Regions from separate parts of the Salmo salar genome. Here region 2 is linked to region 1. Evidence: chromatin contacts called from public Hi-C data. All regions are on one chromosome and are shown on one strand. Each heading gives the region's core, a stretch centred on a gene start, on an enhancer-like site or on the middle of the called end of the contact. The rest is flanking DNA. Distances are from core to core; before and after follow the strand shown. Region 1 holds the start of mrtfab (myocardin related transcription factor Ab). Region 2 overlaps mrtfab (myocardin related transcription factor Ab).

What was found. Hi-C and Micro-C count contacts between places; a contact is called where the count stands out from the background.
Region 2: a Hi-C map of gill shows a contact between it and region 1, with 2.0 times the contacts expected there. The contact joins the enhancer-like site here to the promoter of mrtfab in region 1. A contact is called at or near these places in 3 of 3 Hi-C or Micro-C datasets (blood, gill and muscle).

Annotation. Positions count from the first base shown.
Region 1 is chrssa28:13,709,629-13,713,148 of Ssal_v3.1, forward strand. It overlaps mrtfab (myocardin related transcription factor Ab), which reads left to right and starts at 1,743. Exons shown (of 18, transcript XM_045710328.1): 1 at 1,743-1,879.
Region 2 is chrssa28:13,748,301-13,752,239 of Ssal_v3.1, forward strand. It overlaps mrtfab (myocardin related transcription factor Ab), which reads left to right. Exons shown (of 18, transcript XM_045710328.1): 4 at 2,415-2,480. Among protein-coding and RNA genes, the nearest start is that of mrtfab, 39 kb to the left of the region's middle. Within about 2 kb of position 2,106, at least 4 of the 13 cell types and tissues checked have an H3K27ac peak or open chromatin away from gene starts, as enhancers often do. A contact at or near this core is called in gill, where this site is marked.

The DNA of each region.
Region 1 (3,520 bases), core at 493-2,992:
ATTTTATGCTATGAAATCCTGTGATTTCATTGGGGCAGTTCCCCTTCATAGCAAAGAGCTAGAAATACAATCCAAGCAATGTTCGCACGGCCTATGCGCCCACGGTGGCATTCCGTGGACCATTCTTGATACACACAGGAAACTATTGAGCGTGAAAAACCCAGCACAGTTGCAGTTCTTGACACAAACCGGTGTGCCTGGCACCTACTACCATACCCCGTTCAAAGGCACTTACATTGTATGTCTTGCCCATTCACTCTCTGAATAGCACACGTACACAATCCATGTCTCAATTGTCTCAAGGCTTAAAAATCCGTCTTTAACCTGTCTCCTCCACTTCATATACACTGATTGAAGTGGATTTAACAAGAGCCTGGTTAAATAAAAAACAAGTGACATCAATAAGGGATCATAGCTTTCACCTGGATTCACCTGGTCAGTCTGTCATGGAAAGAGCCAGTGTTCTTAATGTTTTGTATGTATGTATGTATGTATATATATATATATATATATATATATTTGGGCGGGCTGTCGCTGGTTATGAGGTTTACCATGGTTCCAGAGGGGATGTTTATTTTTTTTATTTAACCTTTATTTAACTAGGCAGTTAAGAACAAATTCTTATTCACAATGACGGCCTACCCCGGCCAGACCCAGACGACGCTGGGCCAATTGTGCGCCACCCTATGGGACTCCCAATCACATCCAGAGGTGATGCAGCCTGGATTCAAACCAGGGATTGCAGTGATACCTCTTGCACTGAGATACAGTGCCTTAGACCACTGCACCACTCAGAAGCCCTGAGAGCTGCCTCCATCCCAAACACCTCTGCAGCCATCTTCTGGAGCTCTGTATATATACACACACACACAATTTACCAAATAAAATCAGGTTCATAAAAATGGAAAGGATGCATCTTAAAAGAATTCATCAGATCACAGTTTCACAATGTATTATGTAGTGTGTGCGTCTCATGCACTTCACTGCAGAATGTTTATTAGACAGTTTTACATACTTGTATTATTGTTCGGGCCCAAAAATTATTTCACCTTTATTTAACCAGGTAGGCAAGTTGAGAACAAGTTCTCATTTACAATTGCGACCTGGCCAAGATAAAGCAAAGCAGTTCGACACATACAACAACACAGAGTTACACATGGAGTAAAACAAACATACAGTCAATAATACAGTAGAAAAATAAGTCTATATACAATGTGAGCAAATGAGGTGAAATAAGGGAGGTAAAGGCAAAAAAAAGGCCATGGTGGCGAAGTAAATACAATATAGCAAGTAAAACACTGGAATGGTAGATTTGCAGTGGAAGAAAGTGCAAAGTAGAAATAGAAATAATGGGGTGCAAAGGAGCAAAATAAATAAATAAATACAGTAGGGGAAGAGGTAGTTGTTTGGGCTAAATTATAGATGGGCTATGTACAGGTGCAGTAATCTGTGAGCTGCTCTGTCAACTGGTGCTTAAAGCTAGTGAGGGAGATGTGTTTCCAGTTTCACTTTAATCAGTGAAAGATCATATAAGACATGTACAATAATCTGATCATAATGATGAGCACTTTCTTAAAAGTCAGATATTCTTAAGTGATGGTTATGCAACTCCATATGCTTGCTAAAACTCACCCATCATCTAATCTATTCGATGTCGAACTTCCGATGACTGTCAGGCCTGAGTTTTGGAAAGGGATCAGAAATAACCCGTAGGTGGCGCCACAGACCATGCATTTCACTCCACAAGCCCACAACACAGAAAGAGTTTATTGCCATGATTCAACTTCTCTTCAATTCAAGGCAAGACTGGAAAAACATCTATGCCATAGCTACATTATTCCCAAAGCAGTTGACATCTCATTCAGTCGTGTGGTTAGATGTGAGTATATATTTGATACTGGTCATCAAGTTGTTGCTATATGGCAGTAACGATTTGCCTTTCTGGCTGAGAGGAGGGTTTTCCGGTCAAAGTTTCCGTTGTGAGTCGGAAGTGGTGCACCACTAAAGCCGAAGGCTTTTAACCTCGTTAACAACAATAATAGCGACAGTGATAAGTAACTAATGAATTAATGCGTTTTCTCAATCTTTAACATCACGATATAGAGCAAGATACTTCGATATTACCACCGCGTGACTAGACTGACAGGTAGCTGCTAGCATCAGATGCTAAGCTAGCTATTTCTTGTAGCTAACGTTAGCTGTTTGTAGCCGGGGAGGTGGACTTGTCTAGTTTTACTGTTGATAGATTCGCTTAAACCCCTTTTCTCTTCGCTGTTGTGGAGGTATTGGATTTCGTTATTCAATAGTTCTGCGTTGGACAATTTTCAGGTGAGCTCCCACTGCGTAGTTAACTAGCCTAGATACCGAGCCAATTTGTCCACATTGGCACAATGACAATATGGGCCCAATGCGGGCAAAAATATTGGCCACATGTAGGCTTCCCACATTGGGCCGATGTGCCTTCTGATCATCGGCTCCACATTTGCCCCAAAGACATTGGCTCAGTGTGGGGGTGAGGGTAGCCCTCACTTTGCCTAGAAAATGTGCCCACATTGGCAGGATGTGGTCCCAATGCGGGTTAAACCCATGTAGGATGCGCCTTTGCTCAAAGGCTCCACATTGGCCCCAAGGGCAGCCCTCACTTTTCCTGAAATAAGCCCACCCTTTTGGATCGGCTGCCTGTTACATTGTATCAGAAAGACAACAATGTTGTCGTTATCATATATATATATATATATGACAACTAAGTTTCTCTGGTAATGATATATATATATATATCATTACCAGAGAAACTTAGTTGTCATGTCTCATGCACTTATAAATATATATTGTTTTACAGTATTCGTCATTGACAATGTACAAGGTATTTTTTTCTTTTTAAATTCACTAGTAAGATTGCACAAAAATAACCATAGAACTATAAGGTTCTATCTGAAAAAATATGATTCCTAGATAATTGTCTTTAAAGTTCCAAACACTCATTTTTTTCACTTTAACATATTTGCAAACCACGCCACTAACTATTCTAATGAGCCCCCACCTTTACATTTATGAAGAAGCTGGGCTTGGTGTGGGCTAACCTTTGTTGGACTAGTGTGGGAAAGCCATGTTGGGCTTGTTGTGGGCTAGCCCGTGTTGGGCTTGTTGTGGGTTAGCCCGTGCCCACCAAATACTCACATGGGGTCATGTTTGCTGGGTAGATACTGTATTGTTGTCAAAGGGTATTGTGTAACGTAAGCTATCAGCCATATGAGCCAATGACAGCTGTCGTGACATCTGTGGTTAGCTATTACGCTAACTGTGGATTTGGCTATCTAATCATACACATTGCCCTTGATATCGACATGTTAACAGCTATTGGGCCAAACGAGATTATCTCTTCATCATGTTGCACCATAGAGCTACATGCATAGCTACCTAAATAGTTCGCTAGTTTGTATTCATGTCATGAATGATCTGCATCATGCCATGGTGAGTTTGCATACAATGATTGATGAATAGTTGCTAGGCCAATTTGTAG
Region 2 (3,939 bases), core at 856-3,355, 39 kb after region 1:
AGAAAAGGGTTAAGTGGCTTGCTCAAGGGCACGTTGACAGATTTTTCACTTTGTCGGCTTGGGGATTTGGACCTTTAGGTTCCTGGCTCAAAGCTCTAACTGTTAAGCTACCTGCCACCAGTGTGACTCATAAACACAGTCATTTAGGTGGTCAGTTGTTCTGATTGGAAGACTGATAAGGGTCTACTTACTTCCTTTAATTGTTGCAAGATTTGCAGTACATAATATAGTGAGGGAAAAAAAGTTTTTGATCCCCTGCTGATTTTGTACGTTTGCCCACTGACAAAGAAATGATCAGTCTATAATTTTAATGGTAGGTTTATTTGAACAGTGAGAGACAGAATAACAACAAAAAAATCCAGAAAAACGCATGTCAAAAATGTTATAAATTGATTTGCATTTTAATGAGGGAAATAAGTATTTGATCCCCTCTCAATCAGAAAGATTTCTGGCTCCCAGGTGTCTTTTATACAGGTAACGAGCTGAGATTAGGAGCACACTCTTAAAGGGACTGCTCCTAATCTCAGCTTGTTACCTGTATAAAAGACACCTGTCCACAGAAGCAACCAATCAATCAGATTCCAAACTCTCCACCATGGCCAAGACCAAAGAGCTCTCCAAGGATGTCAGGGACAAGATTGTAGACCTACACAAGGCTGGAATGGGCTACAAGACCGTCGCCAAGCAGCTTGGTGAGAAGGTGACAACAGTTGGTGCGATTATTCGCAAATGGAAGAAACACAAAAGAACTGTCAATCTCCCTCGGCCTGGGGCTCCATGCAAGATCTCACCTCGTGGAGTTGCAATGATCATGAGAACGGTGAGGAATCAGCCCAGAACTACACAGGAGGATCTTGTAAATGATCTCAAGGCAGCTGGGACCATAGTCACCAAGAAAACAATTGGTAACACACTACGCCGTGAAGGACTGAAATCCTGCAGCGTCCGCAAGGTCCCCCTGCTCAAGAATACATATACATGCCCGTCTGAAGTTTGCCAATGAACATCTGAATGATTCAGAGGACAACTGGGTGAAAGTGTTGTGGTCAGATGAGACCAAAATGGAGCTCTTTGGCATCAACTCAACTCGCCGTGTTTGGAGGAGGAGGAATGCTGCCTATGACCCCAAGAACACCATCCCCACCGTCAAACATGGAGGTGGAAACATTATGCTTTGGGGGTGTTTTTCTGCAAGGGGACAGGACAACTTCACCGCATCAAAGGGACGATGGACGGGGCCATGTACCGTCAAATCTTGGGTGAGAACCTCCTTCTCTCAGCCAGGGCATTGAAAATGGGTCGTGGATGGGTATTCCAGCATGACAAGGACCCAAAACACATGGCCAAGGCAACAAAGGAGTGGCTCAAGAAGAAGCACATTAAGGTCCTGGAGTTGCCTAGCCAGTCTCCAGACCTTAATCCCATAGAAAATCTGTGGAGGGAGCTGAAGGTTTGAGTTGCCAAACGTCAGCCTCGAAACATTAATGACTTGGAGAAGATCCGCAAAGAGGAGTGGGACAAAATCCCTCTTGAGATGTGTGTAAACCTGGTGGCCAATTGCAAGAAACGTCTGACCTCTGTGATTGCCAACAAGGGTTTTGCCACCAAGTACTAAGTCATGTTTTGCAGAGGGGTCAAATACTTATTTCCCTCATTAAAATGCAAATCATTTTATAACATTTTTGACATGCATTTTTCTGGATTTTTTTGTTGTTATTCTGTCTCTCACTGTTCAAATAAACCCACCATTAAAATTATAGACTGATCATTTCTTTGTCAGTGGGCAAACGTACAAAATCAGCAGGGGATCAAATACTTTTTTCCCTCACTGTAGTTTGTACTGCAACTCTTTCAACAATGAAAGGAAGTATACCATAGCTGGCTTGATAATACAGGCTACTGTGAGGAATTAATTAATAGGTCAACCTAAGTGGTTAAACAGTGAGAAAACAGTCTGCTGACAGACAAGACTGATTGTGCGATTGTATTACTGACTGTATCTCTGAGTCGTTATGTAAGAGATGTTTCCTGTTTTGAAATAACGATGTGTCAGGCGTACATGCAACAAGGAGTCTCTCTCAAACACACATTCTTCTGTGTTTTTATAAGTGCACTTTGAGTATAGAAACAGGAAGTGTGTAATAATGTACTCCGCCCTCCTTTGCAACAGCAAAAAAAAAAAAAAAAGAGGGAGGAAGTAAAAAAAGGCGAGGGTTCTGTCCATTGAGTCCTGCTCTATCCGTCTGCTTCTGTGTTTGTTGACATAAGGATACCCTCTCTGCCCTGCAGACGGATTCTTCAGTGTAGGATGGGAGTCTGGACCTGAAACTCTTGTTTTGAAGAGGTTGTTGTTGTTGTTTCCATGCTGGCAGTTGCTGACTCTCCTCTACCTCTCTCTCACTGTCCTCATGCAGTCCTCCAGCTCAAACTACAGCAGAGACGCACCCGGGAGGAGCTGGTCAGCCAAGGGATCATGCCACGTAAGTAGTGCCCAAACTCTTCATCCTTATCTCAATTGTCTAGAGCAGCAAATATAATAGAATATCACCCTCTGCATGCTTGACCAGCACAGTTTCTCTTCCGGTTCCATTGGACAGACAGGTTTGTTGTGTTGTAATTTGCGTTGTGTTGTCTTGTGTTTTGCGTTGTTGTGTTATCAAGTGGGCCAGCCAGCTTCCCCTTCTGTGTCCACTTCCTGTTCTGTGCTCTGTTCAGTAGCTGAAGAGACTCAGTGTTCAGCTGTAGGAAGGAGGAAGTACATGGGCTATCTCTCGGTTCTTACTGGAGAGAGAAGCTGACTAACTCCCTAACCTGCACCCTTCAGAAGGACCCTAACAAGGCCACAATTGTCAGTCAGTGACAGCGTTGTCACTGACTCTCCTTGACGAGTGCACTCAATCTGCACCCGGGTTGGGGTCTGTTTGATTTTCAATTCAGGATTTGCTTCTGTTATGACCTAGCCTGATCCAAGACCATCCTGACCGCGTCACTCTTGTTTCGCTTCACTTCAACAGAATGTAAGCTTGCAAGAGCTCCGGATGGTTGTGCTAGGCTTGTTACGATGGGTCACAACTCGGGTGCAAAGTGGCTAACCTGGCCCTAAGATGGGCCTCTCCTCTGTGCTCCCACTCTTATTACACAACAACAACAGGCCAGGGGAACTGTGTATCTACACAGTTATCCTGCACAGACAAACATACATACAGGACCTTATTCCAGATTAGTCCAGATTACTGAGGATCAGGTTGTGTTCCTGTGGGGGAGGCATTACAACCAACCTTTATAAGTCACTTGTTATGACTTTGGCCCAAGGCTATAGCAGAATACAGGGCCTTGACGGTAAAACCGTTGTCAGTTGACGGTAGTGCTCATGTCATGGCTTTCCAGTCACAGTGCAGTTGGATATATAAATAAGAGTGAATTACAGAGTAGACAGGATCCTCCATGATCCATTTGCATGTATTTGGAGACATGTTGACTTGATATGAGTGGTTAGGCCAATATTTAGGCCTGCTAGTCTGTGACCCCATCCCCCCGGTTGACCTCCTAACCTCTGGCTTGACCCCTTCCTGTAAGCCAGCATTACGTCCCACAATGGACACACACACACACACACACACACACACACACACACACACACACACACAGGTGATGAAATCTCCAGTGTCCCTCCATCATCCTCTTCAACTTTCCAGTGTGTGTCTTGTACTTGTTTTGTTGTGTATGTTTGTGTGCTTACGTGTATGTCCACATTTGTGTTTTGATGGGGGCTTCTGGGGTGAGATGCTTAGTGACACACACACACACACACACACACAGCCTACAGACACTCACACACACAAAGTACACACACAGGGACATGCTGAGGACCAATACAGTTGAAGAGTGATGGATCTAGAAAGTCCCCCTCTCAGAAAGTTGTTCCATCACTCCTCTCTC